Regions from separate parts of the Mus musculus genome. Here regions 1, 2 and 3 are each linked to region 4. The links are chromatin contacts, called in public Hi-C maps. All regions are on one chromosome and are shown on one strand. The core of a region is the stretch at or near the end of the contact, and the rest is flanking DNA. Distances in the headings are between cores, read along the strand shown. Region 1 overlaps Gm43837 (a long non-coding RNA gene). Region 2 overlaps Tbc1d1 (TBC1 domain family, member 1). Region 3 has its middle 14 kb from the start of Gm31363. Region 4 has its middle 52 kb from the start of Klf3.

What was found. A called contact is a pair of places that touch in the nucleus more often than the background predicts.
Region 1: a Hi-C map of bone marrow-derived macrophages shows a contact between it and region 4, with 23 read pairs. The contact joins two enhancer-like sites. A contact is called at or near these places in 3 of 15 datasets of contacts at CTCF or cohesin (the NIH/3T3 cell line, large pre-B cells and pro-B cells), 7 of 484 Hi-C or Micro-C datasets (bone marrow-derived macrophages, cumulus cells, erythroblasts and 3 more), 5 of 115 datasets of contacts at active chromatin or transcription factors (bone marrow-derived macrophages, embryonic basal ganglia and embryonic stem cells) and 1 of 9 other capture datasets (embryonic stem cells).
Region 2: a Hi-C map of liver shows a contact between it and region 4, with 7 times the contacts expected there. The contact joins two enhancer-like sites. A contact is called at or near these places in 2 of 484 Hi-C or Micro-C datasets (both in liver).
Region 3: a Hi-C map of bone marrow-derived macrophages shows a contact between it and region 4, with 22 read pairs. The contact joins two enhancer-like sites. A contact is called at or near these places in 1 of 15 datasets of contacts at CTCF or cohesin (the NIH/3T3 cell line), 2 of 484 Hi-C or Micro-C datasets (bone marrow-derived macrophages and epidermal suprabasal cells) and 4 of 115 datasets of contacts at active chromatin or transcription factors (double positive thymocytes and embryonic stem cells).

Annotation. Positions count from the first base shown.
Region 1 is chr5:64,388,604-64,395,044 of GRCm38.p6, reverse strand. It overlaps Gm43837 (a long non-coding RNA gene), which reads right to left. Exons shown (of 3, transcript XR_003955925.1): 3 at 5,170-5,316. Among named protein-coding and RNA genes, the nearest start is that of Gm43837, 14 kb to the right of the region's middle. Within about 2 kb of position 3,459, at least 53 of the 459 cell types and tissues checked have an H3K27ac peak or open chromatin away from gene starts, as enhancers often do. A contact at or near this core is called in bone marrow-derived macrophages, where this site is marked.
Region 2 is chr5:64,340,380-64,346,265 of GRCm38.p6, reverse strand. It overlaps Tbc1d1 (TBC1 domain family, member 1), which reads right to left. Exons shown (of 22, transcript NM_001310611.1): 21 at 841-1,014. Among named protein-coding and RNA genes, the nearest start is that of Gm43837, 35 kb to the left of the region's middle. Within about 2 kb of position 1,730, at least 168 of the 459 cell types and tissues checked have an H3K27ac peak or open chromatin away from gene starts, as enhancers often do. A contact at or near this core is called in liver, where this site is marked.
Region 3 is chr5:64,435,187-64,441,424 of GRCm38.p6, reverse strand. No RefSeq gene overlaps it. Among named protein-coding and RNA genes, the nearest start is that of Gm31363, 14 kb to the left of the region's middle. Within about 2 kb of position 2,569, at least 52 of the 459 cell types and tissues checked have an H3K27ac peak or open chromatin away from gene starts, as enhancers often do. A contact at or near this core is called in bone marrow-derived macrophages and epidermal suprabasal cells, where this site is marked.
Region 4 is chr5:64,748,478-64,754,471 of GRCm38.p6, reverse strand. No RefSeq gene overlaps it. Among named protein-coding and RNA genes, the nearest start is that of Klf3, 52 kb to the left of the region's middle. Within about 2 kb of position 3,306, at least 35 of the 459 cell types and tissues checked have an H3K27ac peak or open chromatin away from gene starts, as enhancers often do. A contact at or near this core is called in bone marrow-derived macrophages, epidermal suprabasal cells and liver, where this site is marked.

The DNA.
Region 1 (6,441 bases), core at 2,210-4,709, 360 kb after region 4:
TTCTCAAGTTGCTTTTGGTCATGGTGTTTATCACGTTAGAAATCTTAACTAAGACCATACACATGTAAAATAGGCCGGTGGAACAGTTATCATTTCTATAATGTGAGGGGAATAATCCTCTTTAGCAAATTAATTATTAAGCATTCACCTACCTGGCTACTTTTTAAAATATTTATTATTCATTTTATTTGTTTATATGTTATTGTGTGTGTAGATAACTGTGTGTGACAGACGGGAGTGGGGTATACCAGTTTCCCTGGAGGCTGGTAGGGCCTGGGATCCCATGAAGCTGACCTTAAGGATAGTGATGAGCCATCCTTCTTGAGTGTTGGGGCCTGAGCTTGGGAACTCTTCAAAAGCAGCAATTGTTCTTAACCGATATACCATCTCTCAGACCCCAGCTGGCTACATTTTATCAAACATTTATTAGGTGTCAGATGCTGAGCAGGCATAGAGGCCCCTGCTGGATGCTGCTATGGCCTATATATGACTTGTGTGTGTTTACACATACACACAGAAGCAAAACTGATAGCACCAAAATGCCAGAGGAAATGATCTGGTAAAGTCTTGGGTCCACTAAGGCACCCTGACACTAACCCTGACCACTCTCTTTTATGGCTCAGCTTTCCTGGATCTCCACGCATCCCGTCCCTCCTCTTCCTGACATCATGTATACGTACATATATGTGTATGTCAGGTGGACACATTACATTTTATATATGCATGTATAATTTGCTTATTGCTTATCTATTTTGCCCTGCTAAAATGTAATCTCTTTGCAAGTAAGGAAAGAGAGGGGTGTTTTTTTTGTTTTTTGGGGTTTTTTTTTTTTTGGTTTTGTTTTTGGCTTTGGTTATTTTGGTCAGCTTTGATACATACCATGATGTATCTAGAAGAAAGTCTGGCATGGAATAGGCACTCAGTAAAGTTCCTCAAGTGTAATAGATCTGCTGGGGTAAAAGACAGTTATCCATCCATCCATCCATCCGTCCGTCCGTCCGTCCGTCTGTCTGTCCATCCATCCATCCATCATCCATCCATCCATCTATCTGCCATCCATCCATCTATCTGCCATCCATCTATCTGCTATCCATCCATCTGCCATCCATCCATTCATTGAGTAAGCATCTGTTGTCTTCTCTAGGTAAAGAGAAGACATTTTTTGATCTTCTCTAAGGGTTTGGTGGCCTGGACACAGAACAAAGATATTCTGACTGCTCTCATAGTGTGATCCAAGACTGCAGAGACAAATGCACAGGCCACATTCCTGAGCATGCCCGACCCTGGGTGTGGTGGTGACTTGCAGCGGTGACTTGCTGGGAATGAGGCTGGCCAGACATTGTGGGCACCAAGTCTAGAAACCTGGTCCCCTGGCTGAGCAGCTGAACCCTTACAATCCTCAGAGACGTAAGTTTCATTTTAAAATAACTCCCTTTAGATACAGACTTAGAACTCCATCAAAGCCAAATAAGCCAGCCCGTTTGAGAGGCAGAAAGCCAGATGGCAGGAATACCAAGAGCACTCTCTTCCTTGTTATCACTGATACTGGTCAAACCACGTTTTGCTGCTCTTCGAATCACAAAGGAATGGACTCACATTCACAGGTACTTTAAGAACACACTCAGACAGTCTCCAACTGTACACCAATCATTCCAGCCAAAGGATCAGAAGATGATGTGTGGAGGAAACACTCTCCTGGCTCTTCAACTACCAGCCACTTCCAGGGAAGGAAGACTTGCCTGCTTGAGCAGAGTGTACCTTGGGAAGAACGGATATGGGGTACAGCTAGAAAACCCATATGCTCTTTCTACTTCAGGCTGCATGTAGCCAGCCCAAGGAGAACTCGCTGAACCTCCATGGGTAGTGAGTTCCTTTCCAGACACCAGAAGCAGCCACAAATAGCAAGAAGGGTCTGGGACAGTTGATGACTGACCCTATGGAGCGGAGGCGATGCTATAAAAATCAGTTGCATACTGGCATCAGGAGACAGGCTGGCTGCTCCGGCAAAAACAGCATACAAAAATAATTCTGTTATAAACTGACTCTCTCCTATATATAGTAAAGACAAATAATCGCCCACTTCCCCCCGTTAATGTATCTTTCAGGTTCCTGTTTTTAAATAGCAGCTTTTCTGAAAAGCTCACCCTGCTGAACTTTCTAATGGTGGCCACAAAGGGAATATCTAGCCATCATGGAGATGACCATACAGGGGGACAGGAGGGAAGGGCAGGCTATGAGAGGGACCCTGTAGCTCACCCACAGGGAAAAGCAGGCCACTTGGGAAAAATCCAGACGCATTAGTTCCAGATTTTGTTGTTGTTGTTGTTGCTGTTGGTTCCTGTTCTCTGGCAGGCCAGAGCACTCTGCAGAAAGGGGACCTCCCAGGGCCCTTCCAGCCTGCTTCTCCTGCATGACCTGCACCTGCTCTGGGGCACGATAAAATATCTAGGGATAACACCCGGGGCGGAAGCCATGTGCATGGTCAAGGTCTATGCAATGTACTGATCTCTGATCAGTTACGATGCTATCAAAGTTGCCTTCCCTCACCGGTACAGCTTAAAAGCAAAGAACCAGACACCCCTCCTATGAGTGGCTCTGCCCAGGACCTGTATCTCAGCCCGTGTGTTGAGAAAGACAGACCCCGTCGTAAGCTGTGACCTTTACCGGCAGAAGCTTGCACTGTTCGCGGATGGAAGGAGACACAGTCACTCTTCCAACCATCTCCAGCTGAGCCCCGCTGGGAGCTGCTACCTCCTGTACACCTTGTCGTTCTACCCTAGAGACTTCATTTTTCTCTTCTTTTTACCTGTTTCCTCCCTCAGGCCTGGGAAGAGATGTAAGCCCTCACGGCTTTCTTACAACCACTCTCCTGAAAGACAAGTGACCAGAAGAGGAGATATCCCAGCAATAGGAAACACCATGAAGAACACCTCTCTAGAGTTCCATTAAGCTCTGGGAACAGGATCATGGTAATATTGTGCTGAGCATAAAGGTCTGAAATAGCTGCAGAGTGGTGGCCTTCCAGCTACTTCAGTGGGAGACTATGAATCCCTTGTCCTTTCAGTGAGCGTGTGGGGGATACAGTGTCTGCACCACTCAAGCTTAGTGCACTGTTCTAGACCCAGCACTGACTGGTGCTTACCTGGGATGGTACCCAAAACCTGCCAAACTTCTGTCCGTCTTGCTATCATCATTTCCGGTGTATGAGCAAGGCTTTAGTGGCCCTGAAAGATTGAGGGATCTCCCCAGGAGTACAGAGCTACATCATGAAAAGCCAGGACCAAAGTCCCTTCAGGACACTTAGCGGTTCCATTCTCCTGCCCCAAGAAGAGATGTCCAAAGGAGATTGCACAACCCACACTGAAAGTTGGTTCCAGGCACTGCCCTCAGAAAAGTCCCTCACCGAGCATTTGAGCTTCTCTCACTTCAGTCACAGTCCATTTCCTCTTCCCAGCCGGCCGGCATGCTAGAGAATTAGGTGTGGCAACTTCCAAGAAGGGAGGGAGGTACCCACCCCCACCCCCACCCCCCTCAGGACATCCTACAGCTCTGAATGGGAGCATTCCTTCACAGTAGTTGTGCTGGAACCAAAACCCTTCCTGTGAAGGTCACCTGCCCCCATCAGGAAGTCCCCCACCCCCTGCATCCTTGTCAAAAGCTCCTCCCCCCCCCACACCCCCTCCATCTTGGAGAGCAAAGGTTCATTAGCTTGCTAAGAAATCACATCTCTGCCTCTGGTGCAACAAGCCTAGGGTCTTGCAGCAGACAAATGGTATTTTTGGTTCCTTGGTAAGTCTACAAACCCAGGGTTCCATCTCCTGGCATTAAATAGCTTCCTTCCTAATTGGAGCATGCTCAAAAGTCAGACCCACCATAGGGCTTGTTAAAATTCTGATGGCAGTACTCCACCCACAGGTAGGACCCTGGGGCCTGTATCTCTAACAAGTTCCCAAGAGATGTTGATGCTGCTGGCCCTGGACCACACTCCGCATCTCCAGGGATTACTTTGTGGTGCAGCATTAGCCCCAGCAATGCCATTTTCACAAAGCACCATTTAAAACATGATTCCAGGATAACATATTATGTAAGACCCCAGAAGCACAAATCAGCATGTGAGGTCAAGAGGTAGAGGAGAGTGAAGAGCGTGAAGCCAGGTAAGCCCTAGCCAAACACTGAGAAGAGAGCTCTGGACGTCCTGTGCCTCCCATAAGGAGCGCACATCAAGGGATCGTGGAAAAAGTCTTGTTTATAGTCAGGCTTTCTTTCTCATTCCTGAGGCGACCACAGCTGACCTGGGCAAAACAGGCCTGCCCTGCCCAGACCTGCCCAAGGTGTTCCCTCATTCCTTGGAGGTGAAGATGGTACGGGCGGGGGGGCGGGGGGGAGTTGTGGGAAGGGGTATGGGGGACATGGTCTGGGGATACTGTCTGTCTCAGCCTGCCAGCCCAAGTGGACTCTGAAATTCCAATCTGAGTAGCTGAGAAGACAGAAAATGTTCTGACCCTTTCTGCAATCACAATTTCTTAGAAACATCAACATCAGAAGGTAAAACCTGAGTAGATTAACCACTCAACTTCTTCCCAAATTCTTTTGCCCGTTCCATTCCTTCTGAATGGAAATTTCTTTCTTGTGGCTATTCCTAGTCTCCCTTCCACAGTCAGCTATGGCTCCTGTCTGGGCGGTGGTCTCAGGCACTTCTCCCTCTTTGGCTTCCACACTTGCAGCATCCTTAAACCTTCAGCCAATCAGCATCTCCTTTGCAGGCTCCTTTGCCTCCTCCCTTTGTTCTTTCTGAATGATCATTTTCTTTTCTGTGACATCGACAACAAGAACTGAAGAAACAGAAGGAAAGGTAGCTGTAAGCAGAGGGAGGCTGGAAAGGGATTTTCTCTCAGAGAGAGAAGAAAGAAAGAGTGTAGAGATGCCTAGCAGCCCCCTGGAGGTTTTGAGGAAAGAGAACCCAGGCAGGTTCTGGAAGCAACAGAAAGAAACAGGGTGGAGATTGTAGCAGGGGTGGCTCTGTGGTGTGGTTACAGAGTGTGAAAAATGCAGTAAAGGGGATACAGCAATTCTGAAACCTCCCCTGGTGCCAGGGACCCTTATGCTTTAACTGCATCACCACTGTGGGACTAGGTGGCCTGGGCTCAGCCTTCATTGGCTCACCTCCGCACGATCCTTCCATCTTTGACCTTGCCCTTTCCAGTGTCTGGCACAGTGCCTAGGCTGTGGTAGTTGCTCAGAAAGGGCTCCCTTCTTTCCTCTCTCCAGCTCCGGGGCATCCTTCATGTTGACATGGGGACAGAATTGGAGTTGAGGCTGATAGGACAATAGGAGATGAGGAGGGAGGGTAAATAATGCATAGCACTGAACCCTCCCCCCCCCCCCACACCCTGGACCAAATACCAGCCTCACAATGCTGATCTTGGCAGGGGGCCCACCATCTACCAGACCCCCCCACCCCCGCAGGCCTCTGGGGTATGGCTAATTAAAGACACGCTTACTCATTTCATTCCCAAGTCACTATTTAAGGAAATAGAACCATGCCATTCCTCTAAGGCCTCTGACCTTAGATACTAGAGGCAAACAATGCCGGGGCTTGTCCAAGTGGCCATAAATGCAGAGCTGTTCAAAGAGCAATTGAGGGCCAGAAAGGGAGGACAGCACAGGCCACACAGCTGGGCCAGCTGCTGGATGGTCCCCTCCTTCCATTCTCCCCACTCTCTCCTCTTCCCCATCCCCTGCAGAAGCTAGTGGCAACCCTCCCACCCTGACACCCCCTCCCTACCACCTCCTCACAGTTAGCTCCTGGTTTTCTGAGCTCATTCAGACTCCTAGCTGACTCAGAGAAGCCTTAGTGATCTCCATGGATTTCAAGCAGGAGCAACTTGCAGCCTCTGGGATTTTTCAGGGTTTTTTGAGACTAAAGAAAAACATGGCTTTTGTATCTGTGTGTCGTGTATGTGCACATGTATGTTCATGTGTACATGTCTATCTATGCATGTAGGCAGAAGTCAGATAAGGACACCTGGGATCTTGTCCCATTACTCTCCTTTTTATTCCTCCTAGACAGGGTCTCTGAACCTGTGTCTGGACTGATGTATTGAGGATTGGTTCTAATGCTTTGATTTAATCAGGAATCTGTGTGTCCAAATGCTGAAGGACCTTGTCCCCAATTGGTTTTTGATTGATCAATAAAGATGCTAGCAGTCAATGGTTGGGCAAAAGGAGATGGACCGGGACACTTAGATTTGCGAGGGCTTGGGATAGAGAAGTGGAGACAGAGGATTGCCTGAGATGGCTTGAGATGAGTTGAGAGATGGCTCAGATTTAGAGCTGTGGCAGAGAGAGCCTCTGAGCAGTGTAAGAATTCTGGTAAGTGGCCACTGCCCACTTCCCTATTGGGCCTGGGGTAGCAGGCAAAGGCTTAGCACTGCCTAACCT
Region 2 (5,886 bases), core at 481-2,980, 410 kb after region 4:
CAGAGTACTCAAATGCCCACCTTTCTCACTTTATGGACAAACTCAGCAAGTGGCGGCTTTCTATGGGGAAAGATCAGAACCAGATATGGATGGAGAACATTTCTATGGAGCCAAGAGCCTCCATTAATAACCTATTTTAAAAGTGTCACTCTAATAATTTCTGAACACGGACACATTCTCTCATTTATACTATCAAACAAGGAGAATTCATGGTTACTTAGTGCCAATGGACTGACAGAGAAGCCACGCCCTGCAGTGACTTTTGCACACCTATCAGGGTCATTCCCTCTCCCTTCTGCATGGACTATTTATAGTGCTGGTCTTGTGTCCTTACCTGCATTCACCCACTTAAGATGGGGGCGGGGTGTACAGGAGAACTATGCCGCTTAATAAACCTTCGCATCCGAATCAGACTTATAAATAAGCATCAACTGTTCTGATTTAGTTCGTTAGATAGATTTCTAAGTTACTTCCTTCCTTCAGTATCTCTCCAAGGACCTGGCCTGTTTCCCCCCCAGGCAACAAAAGCTTAAGACTCTCTCATCATTATTCAAAGCACAATTGTTGGCAGTCAGCATCTGGGGCCAAGCTGGTCTCCTGCAAAGCTTAGTGTAGAAAGAGCCTCTCAGAAAGCTCCTGGACTGTCTGACCGTGGCAAGGACACTGTCTGCTCTGCAATAAAAGGGCTGATTCTCCTGGGACACCTCTGATCGCAACTACAAAGAGCGCGGGGTGGGAAAGGTCCTGCGGTCCTGGGAAAGCCCGGGCTGCTGGTGCCTTTGGTGAGTTAATGAGCGACTACACAGAGGCTCGGGAAGCCGCTCGGCAAATATGCTCTACCTGCAACTGCTCCAGGAGGTCAAGGTTCTGTTTGCGCAAGCTGCTGTTGGTTTTCTCCAATTTCTCCATTCTTTGGTTGTCACTGAGAGGCGAGGACTCAATAAGCTCCTCCTGGAGCACGTGGTACTCGACCTCATAGGCCTGGAGCTGCTTGGCGATGTCCATCTCAAACACCTGTTGGGTAGAGAAGCCACCAGGCTGAGTCACTGAGACAGGCCTCCCACGGGCACAGGTACCTGTGCTCACGCGCACGCGTGGAAGCACACGGAGAGGAGAAAACTCAGCTCTGACAAGGTCAATGGTTTTACACGGTGAGGACAACAAACACCTAGAGGTAATTGCAAAGGAAAAGAATAAATATAGGTTCTAACACGCTTCTACAAGGCCAAAAAGATTTAAAAAACAAAAAAACTTTTCAAGGCCTAGAGAGACAGCTCAGCAGTTAAAAGCACTGGCTGCCCTTCTCGAAGATTCAGGTATAATTCTCAGCACCCACTGGTGGCTCCTAGCTGTAACTCCAGTTCCCAGGGGAGCTGACACCCTCTTCTGGCCTTCATAGGCACCAGGCACTCAGGGGCACAGACAAGACTTTCAAAACTGTAGTTCTTAGCGGCTTTCCCTGCAAATGCTATGAAATACGCTGACTATAGGTTAAATGTGACAAAGGACTCATGTTCTGTTTGCAAGGTCACCACATTTAGTTACAATTCAGCTGGGTTTTTAAGAATTGTAAGAATGACAAAGTAATGGGACTGTTTATAGAAAAAGTCCTCTTGACCCAGATCTGCAGAAATGAGCCAATCCCAACTGTCACTCACACATGGATGAGCAGAGCCGGCTCTCTTCCTTTAACAGCAACAGTGACAACAGAGCCACACTTGTGAAACAAGCCCAAAGTGCAGACGCCACCCAGGGGGCAGTGTCTGCACTTTCTCCTGAGGAGGAAGAGCGACAGGGCTGGAGTGGGCCCAGTGTGAGTCAGCAGACTGCTGCTCACTGCAATGCCCTCTCTCCAATAAGGTAAGCCTGCAGGCTGAAGTCACCCAGCAGAGGCCTATAACAGGTACTTTCCTGATACTGCTGTGACAAAATGGTCAATGAAAGTAACAAAGAACAAAGGGTTTATTTTGGCCCAGTTCATGAGGTGGAGAGCCTGGGCGTCTGGAGCCTGAGGTGGCAGGAGACAGAGGAGTCTGGAGCCTGAGGTGTCTGGAGCCTGATGTGGCAGGAGCCTGAGGTGGCAGGAGACAGGGGTGTCTGGAGCCTGAGGTGGCAGGAGGCTAAGGTGTCTGGAGCCTGAGGTGGCAGGAGACAGGGGTGTCTGGAGTCTGAGGTGACAGGAGACAGGAGTGTCTGGAGGCTGAGGTGTCTGGAGCCTGAGGTATCTGGAGCCTGAGGTGGCAGAAGCCTGAGATGGCTGGGTACAATACACGCACAGCCAGGAAGCCTAGAGCCAAGTGTAGCAGCTCAGTTCACTGTCTCCTTTCTCCTCCCGGGAGCTGTCTCTCCTGGGATGGCACTGTCCGAATTTAGGGTAAGTTTTCTCACTTTAATTAGCCTAATCTGGAAACTGTCTTAGACCAGTCCTAAGGTGATTCTATCTTGGCAAGCTGACAGTCGAAAGCAACCATCACAACTCTCAAGGTGGTCTGGCAGTCTAGAACACTCTTCTGAGAATGGAGTTGCGGCTTCTGAAGGACAGAAGCTGTACTCTACTGCATTTCCTAACTAATGCAGCCAACACCCTTCCTAGCTGTGGGACGCCAGCTTTCCCCTAGGGTCCCCTACAGGGTTCCCTTCCCTATGAGCACTGAAGCTGTCCTACAAAGCCCTGCCACATTCCTGCCATTCCCAGTTGTCTTAAAAAAAAAAATTCAGCTTCCTAGTTTTCAGGTTAACTCCATGATTAATACTAAGTAGATTCAAAAGTTAGTCTATGCAAATACTAAGTCCCGTGCTGTCACGTCTACCTGATTTCTTTTTGTTCCTGAGAGGCTCAGTGGGCACCATTAGCATTTCCCATCCCTGGTGACAGCTCAGGCTGGGAGTCAGCTTTGCCCCTGAGGATCTGAGGGACTCAGTCTCTCTGGGCCTCAGTTCCTGGCCTCCCACACAGGGCGTAACACCTACCTCCCCGCACTGAGCTGGGGGTGAAGGGATACAGTTCACAGAGGTTCCGGTGCATGCCTGGAAAGCCTCCATCTTAGCTGGACCTTCTGGAACTGAACCTCGTATCTCAGCAGAACTGCAATGGATATGCACTGTGGGGTTCCCACTGCCATGAAAGTGCTCCTGTGTAATTCTGAGGATGGAAAACTCACTGAATGTAAAGATCATTTCCTCTCCTGGGAAACTTGGCACCAAAGTCTCTGGCCTTTTCTACAGAGTTAGGACGACATGTTAAGCTAAGCTGAACCACAGGCTGTGCCCTTCTGCGCCTTCATGAGTTCTTAATAAATATCTTGGGTTCTCACTGTCTCAGTGTAATTGTTCTGTGCCCCAGGAATGGTCCAAACCCACAGCAGACTGTCTGGTGGGGCAAGAGCCCTATTCCTTGAGTAGGGCTTCCCTTGGCCAAGGGACTGAAGAATAAAGGGATGGCAATCAGGACCTTGTTCTTACCTACTTACAGATCACAAGTGACTGACTGATGCAGAAAGGCCTAAGATTAAAGTCTGACTCCACAGTGGTACCTCAGAAAAGCACGATCCATGAACTAAAGACCAAATGTTAGACACTGGGGGGCTGATAGGAAGGGGTTCACTTGTAGAAGCCCAGCTTCTCTCCCTCTGAGCTGTCTAAAACCCAGGCCCTGAGCAGCGTCACTCCACAGCCCACAAGGAGCAGCCCTTGTCTTCTTTAGTCTGGCTCCATATCAGATCCCACCTCAAACCTTCCACTCCTTCCTGCCTCTCCATTTCTCCACACTTTTCAGAAAACTGTGTTGCCAGAGTTTTGGTGTTGAAAAGAGCATTTTCTTCTGCTTGTCAAAGTAGGAATTATTCACTTCCTTATGCTCAGTTTTTGTCAGAAAGACATCCCGTCAGCTTTATTACTGAAGCAATAAAGCCCCAGGCAGGAAGCGTGGAGGGCAAAACCCCCAGTACAGCTTCCGTCGTCTTTACACTGCCTTTCCTCGTCACTGTTCTACGCGTACTTCCCTAGCTGTAACACAACTAACACCAAATATCCTATCCCACCTACCGTTTTTCTCATAATCTTATGTTCTAAGGGCTTTCTTGTGTGGCACCATGTCCCGGTAACTATCAGTACAAATGGCTTCACGATTCCCCACCAGCATACCGAAAACATATCAGACCACTCAATAACGTTTGCCATCTTGAAGTTTCCAATTTTTTGATATTACAAGCATGACTCTTCAGAGAACTTCCTTACACATAGGCTTTCCCTGTGCTTGGGGCCAGCTCCTAAGGATGCATCCCGATAGTTGGGACTATGGCATCAGAAGGGTCTGAATGGTTTACCAGCTTGTGCTTATTGCCAAACCACTCCCCAGGAGGAACAATCTAGACAGATGCCACCAGCGTGCACTGATGTGCCAGACGCTGCATGCCCTTGGCACTGCACACTGGCATTAAAAAGCTGGCTTGTTAATCTAGCAGGTAAGGCATTATCCATGAAGCTAACTATCTCCCCAGCTCTGGGTCTGCTAGCTGGCTCTCCTTGTGTTTATGTTCTTGGCTCACTTGCTATTGAAGACTCAGGGTTCACTTTGCAGTCTTCAGGCAGGGTATAATGAAGGCACTGTCGGGTGGCTTGTACAATTAGCTATATACTTTTGATTTTCTTAACTTTTAGACCTTTCCCCCAGTCTGTTAGTCTCACTGGCTATTACAGCAGTGGGAGCAGCCTGCCTGGGTATCCACAACAAGGGGCACCCTGTCTACAGTAATTGAGAGCTGCAGAGGCTGCATTTGGCTGCAATGCACTGGACTGACTGGACTGTCCAGAGCTATCTGGTCAATGATCAGAAAGCCTTACATAAGTATTTACTGAAAGAAAAAACAAGTATTTATTTATTTATTTATTTATTTAAAAAAGCTGTCCTTAAATGATTTTCTAGATTTTTATCTGTAGAACATGTTCTAAACTCAGGTGAGCTGACTGATGAGTCTGCAGTGTGATCCAGTGATGACAACCCCTTCCAGGACAGTCTCTGTGTGACAGTTACTTTGCTTGTCACAGTGTCTGGATTGAGAAATGTTACGTGATTGGTACAGCAAGGCTCTTGTGTGCCCTTGAAGGCGTTTTCTGGAGATTACTGACACATGGCAGAACAGCTTAGGAAGGAAGCCTTGTCCTGAATGTGAGCCGTGCCACCAACAGGCTGGTACACACAAGCAGAAAGAGGAGGACAGGACTCCTTTAATCCTAGCACACAGGAGTCAGGGGCAAGCTGATCTGTGTGATTCCGCCAGCCTGGTCTACAGAGTGAATTTCAAGGCAGCCAGGACTACACAATGAGACCCTGTCTAAAAAAAAAAAAGGAGGAGGAAGAAGAGGAGGAAGAGGAGGAGGAAGGGGAGGAGGAAGAGGAGGAGGAAGGGGGGAGGAAGAGGAGGAGGAAGGGGAGGAGGAAGAGGAGGAGGAAGGGGAGGAGGAAGAGGAGGAGGAAGGGGAGGAGGAAGAGGAGGAGGAAGGGGAGGAGGAAGAGGAGGAGGAAGGGGAGGAGGAAGAGGAGGAGGAAGGGGAGGAGGAAGAGGAGGAGGAAGGGGAGGAGGAAGGGGAGGAGGAAGAGGAAAGGTGGGGGGAGCTGCTGCCGACACCCACTACAGACTCTACCAGACTCAGCTCCTTCGGCTTCAATCCACAAATCTCCAGATCTAGCTGTGGACTATGACTGCATCACTGCTTCTCTGAGACTTCTGGCTTTGTGAGCTGAACAGCTAATAAATTCTCTGGCTCAATAGTAGGCAGATGGCAATTAAACTACCTAGTCTCCAACCATGCGAGCCAATTTAATATTCCCTGTCTTATAATTATTGGTCTACTGGTTCTGTTTCTCTCAGCCATACAGACTTTGTA
Region 3 (6,238 bases), core at 1,320-3,819, 310 kb after region 4:
CTCTAGTTCCTGTGGAAAGAGCAGGCACATTGCTCCTGCAGCAGGTGACTCCATACGCTGTGTGGGAAAGACAGGGGGAAGGCAAATGAAGCGGTTCTGAGGAGCAGGGAGAGGAAGAGACTTCACCACCATGTTTGACTTGCACCTATCATATAGAAAATAGCCTGACTTGGGAGTCAGGCAGGGCTGGACTAGAGAGGTGGTGGCTGGGCTAAGGGGGGCAGGTGGGGCTAGGGAGGCAGGGGCTGGGCTAAGTAGGGGAGGGAGGGTAGTTAAGTTATTGGGAAAGTTCCAGAGAAGCAGGAAAAATGCAAGACACAGAAGTGAGAACTGGTTGACTTTTCATTCACCTCAAAATTGTCTGTAATCCCCATCTCTATAGGTTCTCAATAAGTGTCCACAGCGCATGGCATTTCCTGTCGTGCAAATTATACCCCAGCTGTGATTTCTCTTAAACTAGGATTCTGCAGGAACAGGGTTCCCTAGACCCATGCAAGCCCAGTGCATTAGAACTCAGACATTCTCAGAAGATCCAAAAAATCACATTCAGCAAGGTAGAAAGGGTATGTGTGCGTAAAATCCCTCACTCTGGGTTGATTTTTAGTTCTAGGCTAGCCTGGACTATACAAGAAAAACCAAACCCTATCTCCCAACAACAACAACAACAACAAAAAAAAAAAACCACATACACAATTCAAATAAACAAACACAAGGTGTTTTAAGAGTGTATTAAGGGTGGGTATAACTTTGGAGTCTTGTTTTGGAGGCTACACTGTGATAATCCACAGTATTGCTTATAAAATATGCTTTGATTGGTCATTTAGAAACGTGTCATATTGCGACTATAATATTTGATACTATGGGAGGCCTTTGCCTTGATGGACTATGAGACTGATTTTGATGGTTCTTTTGAGTCCTGATGATCAACAGTTATGTACTCCCCAGCTCCATTCCCCCCACATCCTGGACTGACTTGGCTATTATTTCTATTCAGTACCAAGTAAAAAATAGTATTTAAGCAAATTCCCTTTCCCTTTGAGATTCAGTAATTCATCGTCTCTTGTCAGTCACCTGTGTCACCGCGGCACGCATCTCCTTTGTGTTTCCTGAGTGTTTTTCTTGGTCATTTGCCTAATGCTCTCTGAGCACCTCTGTGTATCTGTCTTGTTCCCAACTATTCAGCACAATGTCTGAGCTTATTATGTTTTGCAAGAGAGATGAGAAAAGACTGGGGATTAGAACAGGTGACTCTCATGCTACAAAGGATTGTGCGGCCACTGTAGAGATTTAGGGAGTGTTAATAAGGGCGGGGGGGTGGGGTGGGGACAACCAGGCATAGGGGTATTATTGCCTGTAATACCAGCACTTGGTAGTCGAAGGCAAGAGGATTAGAGGTTCAAAGCCAGCCTTTGCTCCAGGCTGGCCTGAACTACATGAGACCTTTTTGTTTGTTTGTTTTAAAAGAGAGAATGGAGAGGAAAGAAATGACAGGAAGAGAAAAGGAAGGAAGCAAAGAGGAAGGAAAGACAGACAAAAATTGGCATCATTTCTAAATCATGTTTGATCATCTTTAATGATTTCATGGTGATCTTACACATCCACTTTGGTGTGTGTTCGTGTGTGTGTGTGTGTGTGTGTGTGCGCATGTATGCCTCTATGCATGCATGTTCATGCATGTGTGCATGCATGTAACTAGAATGAGATGGTAGACTTGCATATCTCAAAACACATTTAACATGTTATTAAAATTCTTTATAACATTTAGTTTTTAACAGTCAGCACTTTTGTTTTGTTTTTTAACTACTTTTTTGCACTCAGTTTGCGGGCCACTTGTATCTTGGAGCCATTACAACAGATTTTACAAGGAGTATCTTTTCTTCTCTCTTTTTAATTTTTTTACTTTTATTTTTGAGACAGCATTTCTCTGTGTAGCCCTGGCTGTCCTAGAACTTCCTCTGTAGAGCAGGCTGGCCTTGAACTCAGAGATCCATCTATCTCAGCCTCCCAAGTACTGAGATCAAAGGGGTGTGTCACAAAGGCCTGGCTAAGGAGATGTCTTTTCAGGCATAGCTTAGAGGCTCGTCCTGTAGCTTACAGTCTTTGAAGTCAAATTGCAAGTCAATGAGAGTGGTAAAAATGTGGAAGAAACCGAAGTGATGGCTCACTTCTGTCATCCCAGCATTTGGGAGCTTGAGACAGGAAAATCATGGGGGTTCCAAGCCAGCCGGAGCTATACAGCAAGACTCTGTTCAACGAATAAACAGAAAGGGAAATGTCTATTTTAGTTTTGTTCCAGGAAGTTATCCATCTACTTTGAGTTTTCTGAGTGACCTTCATTAGGACATCCTACATTATGTAGATTGAATTCTGTGTCCTTCTTTCTCAGGCCTGAGTCATTAACCCCAAGGTCGCCAGGCAAACAGGTGCACTCTTTGAATGAATCACCCAGCACAGATTTTTTTTTTTTTCTTCTATCAAAATCCCCAGCAAGCTTGGCGCTTCTCGTGCCCAGTTCCCCTCTGTCTTACCCATGGATGCTTACAGCTTGCCCTTCCTGTTTTCTGCCTCCTGAAAGATGTGTGTGCTTTGAATCACACTGCCCCACGCTGCCAGCTCTCATCTGTTAGATCCTGTCCTTAAGTCCAGGGGCATTTTCCACTGACAAGTCTTTCATTAGTTTCTCTCTCCAAGGGGTTGTAACACCTTGTCATCTGATCATCCTGGCCAATCTCCCGCAAGACGATCGTATCATACAGATCATTAATAAGGATGAAGTGTGTGCACCCTGAGTGAGTGAGCTCCCAGCCCCGCCCGGCACTCCACCCTGCGTCAGTTTCAGCCCTACGCATCCTGACACTTCTGTGCTTTCTAATTTCAGTTCACGTGACCAATAGTGACTTCACGAGCTGTACTCTGCAGTCAGAATCTCCTGCAGGGCCTGCATCCCTGTCACACCCCTGATCCCCCTTCCCCACCCATAGATGCCCTGGATGACTTGCTACAACTGGACTCCACCGGGTTTAGGAACCTTGTTGGGTAAGCACAACAGGAAACCTTGAGATAGGAAGTGAGTCAGGGAGAGCTCTCTTAGGGTCCTCTATAAATGTTGTTACAGGATGGCCATTGCTTCTTTACAAGGCAGCCCCTCCCCCAAGCCCCCAAATCCACTCCATCCTTCTCAGCCCCGGGGATGGTAAGAGCCCTATTGGATATCACTCAGACTTTCTTCCACCCTCTGGTGGCTTTACTACACCCTGGTCATTCTTATAAGACATCCTTTAAACCCTCCTGAACTGAGCCAGCGTGAACATGCCATCAGCTCCTCACTAAAATTCTGATGGATACACTACAGCATCTGACCAGCCCCAGGCTAATGCCACTGCAGGGCTGGGCTGGCCACCACACCTGCCACCTCTGCTCCCAGACATTCAACACTGCTGCCAAAACCCTGTGGGCACCCAGCCTCCCTTCCTCTCAGATCCACAAATGCTCGGCGATTTTGGAGTTCTTACATTTGTTAATATAAAAGGGCTTTGAAATTCTCCTGGCAAGAGCAGACTTTTAGTGTTCCAGTATTTTCCATGTATTCACTTAACAAATATTTGTTGAACTCCTCCCATGTGCCAGACACCGAGCTAGACGGCAAGCACACATCTGTGGGCAAAGCAGACTCCCATAAGGTTGTGGGAAGGAAGCCGCAGAAAGTGCTGGCATGTCACGATGGCCTCCTGCAACACAGGGCCTGAGGAATGTGTCCCCAATGGAGGATGTGCCAGTTCCTACTGGGGTCTTATCTTCAACAGGTCATGATGTCCCAAAAGATCTTCTGTACAAGAATATACAAAAGCAATTCTCCCTCCAAAAGTTTCCTTTAGCAAGTGTGTGGCAGGGGGACCAGCTTCCATTTCATCAGCTTCAGGAACTAAGGGGCCCATTAGCTATGGCAGGGCTGAAAGGGTTTTGATACTTCATCTTGCCTGCCCTCTTCCTGTCATCTTTCTGTGCCTGTCATCTGCTCTCACCTGATCCGCCCTACCTGTTAGACAAGATGTGTGTGTCCCAAGATGCCTACGGCAGCCTCTGCTTCCCTCTCCGCCTTCTGGCTCGGTCTCCCTCCCACCCAGTTCTAGATGCTGAGCCTTGGACTCAACTATGTCCAAGGGTATTCCCACTGCACCTACAACAGGCCATCCTTCCCACCCTTCTGGGTCTTTGACTCCTCCTGATGAGACTGGATTGAGAACTTCATTTGGTTTTCTGTGTTCCACTAAGGATTCCTGTTCTTGGTTCTGGTTCCTTAAAGCCCAACTCCCAGACCAGCTCTGGATAATTCCCTCCACTCTGGTCCAGCCCGAAACTCAAGGTTCCCTCTCAGTCAATCCCTCATCAGCTTTTCTTCAGAAGCCCCAGGAAGCCCCTCTCCTCCCTTTCCTCTGTCCTCTACACACCCCTTGCTGCCTCTCTCCATTCCTACCTTGACAAATTTACCCCTCGGTCTTTCTAGCAAAACCTAATGGTGTTTCTTATTTCGAAAATAGGCATTTAGTGCTGGGAAGATTGCTCATGGGGTAAGAGCACTTGCTGCAAAAGGAAGAGGGCCTGAATTAAAGTCCCTAGCACCTACATCAAAACTGGACCTGGCCACATGAGCCTGTAACCACAGTGTGGAAAGGCAGAGACCGGCAGGGCAGGTCCCAGGAGCTGCCCTGCCACCTAGCCAGTCTATTCAAAGTGCGGAGCTTCAGTTTAGTGAGAGACCCTGCCCTTTTTTTTTTTTTTTAAGAGAGATTTGATGGAAAAAGATGCCCAACATACTCCTCTGGCCTGGGCCTGTGCTCACGGGTGAGCTTATTTGAATGTGTGTACACCATAAACACATACACACACACCGAGAGAGACAGAGACAGAGACAGAGACAGACAGAGAGACAGAGAGAGACAGAGAGAGAGGCAGAGACAGAGAGACAAAGAGACAGAGAGGAAAGACAGAGAGGCAGAGAGAGAGAGAGTTTTAAAAAAAAGATAGGAAACTAGACATTTTCTCAGTGATTTGCTACAATTAGGATCTATAACATTTGAAATTCAGTGTGTCTAATAGAGGGATGAGGGTTAAAATAGCAACAGTAGAACTGCCAGCAACAGAGTTTCTTTTCTTCATACCAGACAGGAGCTGTCCTGAGAACTTTGTATGTGTGTGTCAGCTCTCCATTTCTGAAACACAATACCAGAGAAAAACTCACTTGGGTTCATAGTTTTAAAGAGTTTGATCCACAGCCAATGGACACACTGCTTTGGGCCTGCGGCTAGGTAATAAATAATGTTAGGAGTAGGGGGAAGGAAGCTCTTAGCTCCTAGCTGGAAGGAAGAGAGAAGAAACATGTGCCCCATGCCCCTTAAGGGCAGCCTCCATGACCCAAACCTCGGCCCAGTAGGCTCAAGGCTCTCACACAGGTATTCTTGGGGGTATATCTCCAGATTTGAACTGTAGCAGCTAAAATGCAAGCCAGGCCAACTCCATCCCAGATTCCAACTTTGCTGTGCTATGAGTTCAATGACCCTCAAAAGAGCAGTTGTGGGCTGTGGGAATCCACCTCTAGCTGCTCAGCCTGGAAGGTTAACTTCTCAGATAAGGAGCATCCACAGTTAGCAAACCCATCCTCTATCACTGGAGGCCAGAACACTCAACAGAGGAAAGCCCTTGCTGTCTCTCCTTCTGCTAGTCCTGCACTGGGTGTGGCAGTGGGTGGGGCTCCATCAAGCCACCTCTTCACTCTGCTTACACACGAGTCCTCCTCTCTGGCTAGAAAGATGACGCTCCTGACAGCTCCACCCCAGAAGCAGCTGTAAAGAAGTTCAGACTCTCGAGCAGGATTGCATCTCCTGACCAATACAGCCTTGTGTAGCCTGTGTTTCTAAGAGGAAGGACTCTATGGAAAAGCAGATACAGTTGGAAGAAGGTCATATACCTAGTTAAATTGAGCCACGAATAAAGAATTATTGATTCACCAAAGCACATACGGAACATTATTGCTATGCCAGATAAGGAACAAGGTACACGGGCGGGGAAAAAAAGAATAAAACTTTCCAAGTGTCTCTGGGGTAGACTGTATGATCACCTAGAAATATATATATATATATATATGCCCTTTCATAGCCCCATTTCCTGCCCCACTGACTTGAGATGTGACTAAATAGAATACTTTGGTGCACTGTGATGGCTAATCTCAGTTGTCAACCTG
Region 4 (5,994 bases), core at 2,057-4,556:
GTTCCTCAGCTCTTAATACTAATATTTTAAAGTGGAAACCAACTATTTAAAGTCTAGCGATCAGGAGGCTGGAGAGATGGGGTTAAAAGTGATTGCTACTCTTGTAGAGGACTGGAGTCTGGATCCTTACACCCACAACAGGCAAGGCAACTCATGAATACCTGTAACTCTAGCCCCAGGGGATCCAACCTCTGAGGACCTTTGCATATGCACACACACATAATACAAATAAGATCTTTCTCTCTCTCTTTTTTAATCTAGAGATTAGGATTTTGCCACTTGAAAACAGGAAGAACTGGTCACATTGGGCCACATTCCTTAAGGGGACAACTGGCCAGTATAGTATATCTGTAGCCGCTAAAGCACACCTTCTCTGATTACCACAGAGAGAGCCCCCATCTCCTTATGGTCTCCCAAACCTTGAAGCAGATGGGAACCAACATCTAATGTCACATACAATAGGACTTACTGTCCTCCGGGCACTGGTCTAAACACCTTAGCAAAGCATTCTTCCATCAATCCAGCCACCCGTCCACCCATCCATCTGTCAAATGCAAGGGAAGAAAGCAAATGCCAAGTGTCCAACTCTCTCCCTCTAGTACTCTGGGTTTTGCTCTTGACCACTCCATTGTATCACCTGGTACTGAGTATATTTGAGGTAGTGGGGGAGGAGGCAAGATACCCAAAATCAGATGGTACCAAAGTACAGAGGCTCATGTCCAGGACATTGTGTTTTGTTTAATTAGAGAAGGAGCCACACCAAAAAAGGGGGGGGGTGATTTTTGTAGTTTTAAAGATCAGAAAGTCCAGGCAGGTCAACCCCCCATGTGAAGGCCCTTGGAGAGCAATGCCTATTGGAGGAAAGCAGGTTGATGTCATCCATTGGACCGGATGCAGACAAAAGACATGCAATAGAAGAGGCCCTGCTGGGAGGTTGCCCAGGCTTGCCACGGATACCAGGGGCAGGGAGAATGACCTGGGTATTGGGGTCAGGAAGGTGGCCAGAGGTGTCTTTTGACCAGTGTGGTGTGGGATGAAGCCATCTGTCCAGGAGTCCCTCTGAACTTCATTCATTGATTTCACAATAGAAGAAAGTGGGTTTTGTAACCCGGGCATCCCTGTAGTGCTGGCCTGACTGTTTACTTCTGCCTCGGCCCCCGAGCCTATGAGCAAATACTTCAGGCACTGTTAACGAGCAGAAACTTGAGACAGAACTTATCTTGTAATGCTGGAGTTTGCATCATATCCAGGGCGTGGTGCTATTTTAGAAGGCAAGTTAAATAATTACATGTTTACAGGTTGAGCAAACAATGTGTGTGGCCCAAGAGGGCTCAGGATCTGTTCCCTGAATGCCCAGTGAACTAACTTGTTCAGCTGAAGGGGAGACTTGGAGGTATCAGGTGGTTTCAATGTGATACACATATATAAATGCACACGTATGCTTATATTACATAAGCATATATGTGTGTATGGGCTTATATTGAATATCAGTGTATCACCTTGTAATGGAGTAGGGAAGATTAGAGATATTATAATTCAACTGAGGCTAATTAGACAAGCTCAGGTCATTGATCCATCTCTGTACCATGTGTATTATATGTGACATACTCAATATATGACTTTATGGTTTTGGTGTTTCCTACATAAATGATAAATTGACAGAAGTTAACACTACCATCATAGGTCCATCATAAGCTCCACTCTTTTTAAATATTTTCAAATGTATTTAATCTTAATTAATTAACTAATTAATTAATTAATGTGAGTCTATGTGAGTATATGGCTTGTATGTATAGGTACCCAAAAATGTTAGAAGTGTGGGTCAGGGGGTTGTGAGTCACCTGATGTGGGTCCTGGGGACAGAACTCAAGGTGTCATGTAAGCCATTTTTCTAACCTCTAAACTACTTTCTTTAGAGAAAAACAAATAAACAAACAAAACTACAGTTAAACAACTATGTGCTATGTTCTCCTATTCCAGTGTTATGTCCCCTAGGAGAGGGGATAGAACCTTGTTTGTTTCGGTATTAGTGTGGTTTGGTTGTTGTTTCAGCAGACATGGTCTTGCAATGTTGTCTACCTAGCCTCAGACTTTTGTTGTTTGTTTGTTTCTTTGTTTGTGTATTTGAGGTTTCTCTGGGTAGCCCTGGCTGTCCTGGAACTCACTCTGTAGACCAGGCTGGCCTCAAACTCACAGAGACCTGCCTGCCTCTGCCTCCCAAATGCTGGGATTAAAAGTGTTTGCCACCACTCCCTGGTATGGTCTCAGACTCTAATATGCAATCCTTCTGTCTCAGCCTCCTGAGTAGCTGGGGCTACAGGTGCTGGACCATGCGGTGGGTTGGCTTTGTTTTGCTTTTGCTTTGCTGAGCCTGAGCATCAGGCCCGGGTGCTCAGGCATGCCAGCTTTCTTTCTCAGTTTGTCATCTACTGTCATTCAGTGAGGAGTCATGAGTGGCATTAGTCAGGAGCCACAGGTCACACCCTCACCCGATCTCTTTCCCTGGTTTGTTTCTCTCAGATGATCTCCCTCTCTCTTCTATGTTTGCTTTTCAGGGACAATGAAAACCCCGAGAGCGGTCCTCAGGCTGAGGACAGTTTAAATGCATTGGAAACAGGGCAGTCACTCATCCTTCCAGCTTGATAAGACAAAAAGGTGACTGCTTGGGGGCAGGGTCTCTCCTTTCTCTCCCTACTTTAGGCAGGCTTTAGGATGAGTTGCCCCTGGCGTTCTTAGAGGTAGGTAGCGTCAGGGCACAGGTTTGGTTTCCTGGCCTCCTTTGGGGTGACTTTAAATATGATGTCTTGTTAGTTTTGTGGACCAGGCTTCCCCCTTTGGAGTGAGGGGAAGCTCATTTGGGTGCCTCTGCTTCTATGACAATGACACCAGGGTTTGGCACTCCTTGTCTCTGGCCGTTCTGTCCTGGACTAATGTCACTGTCTCTCGAGCTGTTGTCACCAAAGCCTGTGTGGTGACTTTGGTGCACTTTGAGCCAGGGCAGCGTGGAATAACTTCCTGAAGGATTGCTTCCTTCCCCCGGGGAAGGGTACAGCTGTGCCAGTACCCTGTATCATCCAAGTCTCATTTCCTTATTTATAAATCAGCCTCTGATTGCCTCTGAAATGCCTCCTGCTTGCATAGCCTGTGAGCTAAAGGAGGCTAAAGCACAGGTATGCTGGTGGATATCTGAATTCCCAATACTGGGGAGGGAGTCAGAGGCAAGGGAGATTGTTGTGAGTTCCAGGCTGGCCATGAACATGATTTGATCCTACCTCAAAACCACGAGTAAGAAGTTTCAAAACCATGTCCATGGGATGTTTAAAGTGCCGTGTGTATGACTACCACAGATCAGTCACTGTGCAAATGTACAAGTTATTGTGAGGACAGAAATTTTTGGACTGTGGCCAGGAGGCTTGCAAAAGATTAGATAGATCCCAGGAAAATGACACTTGCTCCCTTCGTGTTTGTGTGTGTGTGTGTGTGTGTGTGTGTGTGTGTGTGTGTGTGTGTGTGTGTGTGAGAGAGAGAGAGAGAGAGAGAGAGAGAGAGAGAGAGAGAGAGAGATCTTTGAAGTTGATGAAGGGCTAAGAATGCCTGGTACACTGGAAGCAATAAGCAGTGTGTGATGTCAAGATCAAGGGCTCTGATGGGCAGGGCCCTTCATTTACCTGTTTCTGGTACTTGATGCTGGTATATGGGTTTTTGATGAGAACTTCTTATTATCAGTAAGTCTTGTGACTTGGCATTACCTCAAGGACACCATCATATGCTGTATGTAATAACAGTGTATTGATGACATACTCTTGTTTCCCATAATAGATTTGGGCGTGTCTGATAAGGACTGACTCAGGATGGGCAGGTCTTTCTCTATTACCCAGATACTGAGACTGGCTTTGGTCTGCAGTTGCTATACAGGTTCATCGCACCTGCCGTCTCTCTGATTCTATTACATGTGGATTCTTGGCAGTGCCATCTCAGTTTAGGGCTTCTCAATCTGGCTTCTCTGGGTCTCTCTGGGTATTTGAGAAATCCTTGCAGATCCTTGCAGAATTAGATATATATGAGTGCATTTCCATAGGAGCAAGGCCAGCCAGAACAAAGGGATAAAAGGGATGCAGCTGGAAGTGGTAACATGTATATAATCACAGCACTGGGAAGACTGAGGCAGGAGGATGGTTCTGAGTTTGAGGTCAGCCTGAGTTACCATGTGCTCCAGGCATCTTGGGTTACAGAGTAAGATCTTATCTCAAAGTGAACAACAAAACAACAATGAATAAAAAACAAAACAAAATGGCAAGAACAATGCCACCGAAGGTGTCCCCAGCTAGGGAGGAATGGAAGGGACTTCATAAGATTAAAATATAAAGGTTTAACCTTAACACAGACATCCCCAGCACTGATAGAGCGATCACAGCACTTACACACACACACACACACACACACACACACACACACACACACACCCGCTCCTCCGGTAACTAGCAATGCAATGGTTTTCATGGTTTCAGAGCAGCTGTCTAGGACTGAGCCCAGGGTAGCTGAGGCCTAAGCATGCTTGATGAGTAACTGTGAAGACTCGGCACGTTCTTTGTCCTTAGAAAGGGGGACTGTTTTGGTTTTCCCCCTCAAGAAACGTACGCGTCATAGGACAGTTTCCAGGGAAAGAGAGAAACCGACTTTAACGGCAGCAATGTAAGAGTATCAAGTCAAAGTTTCAGGGTGCGACTTTAAAATTATTTTCATTAAGACTTTTTTTTTTTTTTAAGGAAAAGGAAAAAGGGCTTCTTTCCCAGCTTTTGTTTGTGAGAGAATAACTCCTTTATGCCTGGCTTTGCCTCTAGGCTAGCACGGGGCTGCAGTGCCACACCCTAGGGCGGGTTTTGGCTCAGGTCAGTCTTCCTCCTTCTCTTTCTTTCTCTTCTTCCTTTTCTTCCTGCTTCTCCACCCCTCCCCCTCAAAACACTTCTCTCTCTCTCTCTATCTCTCTCTCTCTCTCTCTCTCTCTTTCTTCAATCTCCCACCCCCCATCTTTAACAAGTATAATCTTTATTTATCACTAGTGTAGAATCTGGAACATCTGAAGGAGATACTTGTCACCATGAATCTATCTGGGAAAGGAAGAGGACTTCCGATGAATCTGACTTTGACTCTACAGAACCTCTCTTTAACAAGGGTGACTGAGCTGGGCATGGTAGAATGCCTGTCACATGTTTAAGGATGTTTAAGGATCTGAGTTTGTATCCCAGAATCCACAAAAGAAAAAAAAAAAAGAAATGGCGATGTCTGTAATCCCAGTGTTAAGGAAGAAGAGACAGATGGTTCTCTGGGGGCTCACTGGTCAGAAAGCCTGGCTTAGTCTGGGAGCTTCAGGTTCAGTGAGAGATGCTGTCTCAAAACATTAAGGGGAACAGCAATTGAGAAAGACAGCCTAGAGCATGGCCTACACATGCATGTACACACACTTGCACATACATAAATGCACACACAGAGAAGGCAACAGGTGACTTATACATACATACATATCTAGACGGGTAAAGTGCACAATCTTGGCTGCTATTTTCATGAGGGAGTTAGAAAACCCAACGTCCACTCATCAAGATATAGTATGGTACCTGTAAGATGCTGGCCTGTAGTTTTAAAAACTTACCTTTTGGTGTTTGACATGCATGGAAAATTAACAACGAGAATCCATGGTCAGACTTCTGAAAAGGAAAGGCCAAAGTGACTGGGGGAATATACCAGATCATCCACAGAGTGATACTCACTGTCACTTAAAATACAGGTGGTAGGTCCAAGGGAAGCAATATGATACTGCTCAGCAGTCAAGTTTAATTGGGAACTGCATCCATTGGGTCTTCAAGGATAAATACCAACTTAAGTGCTAAATAAAGAAAACAAGTCTCAGGACATGCGCAAGATTTACTCTGTGTGTGTGTTGGCCCCTTAAAGTGCGTGTCTTTGCTTTTGATAATCTGGGGGGAAATACACGTCATA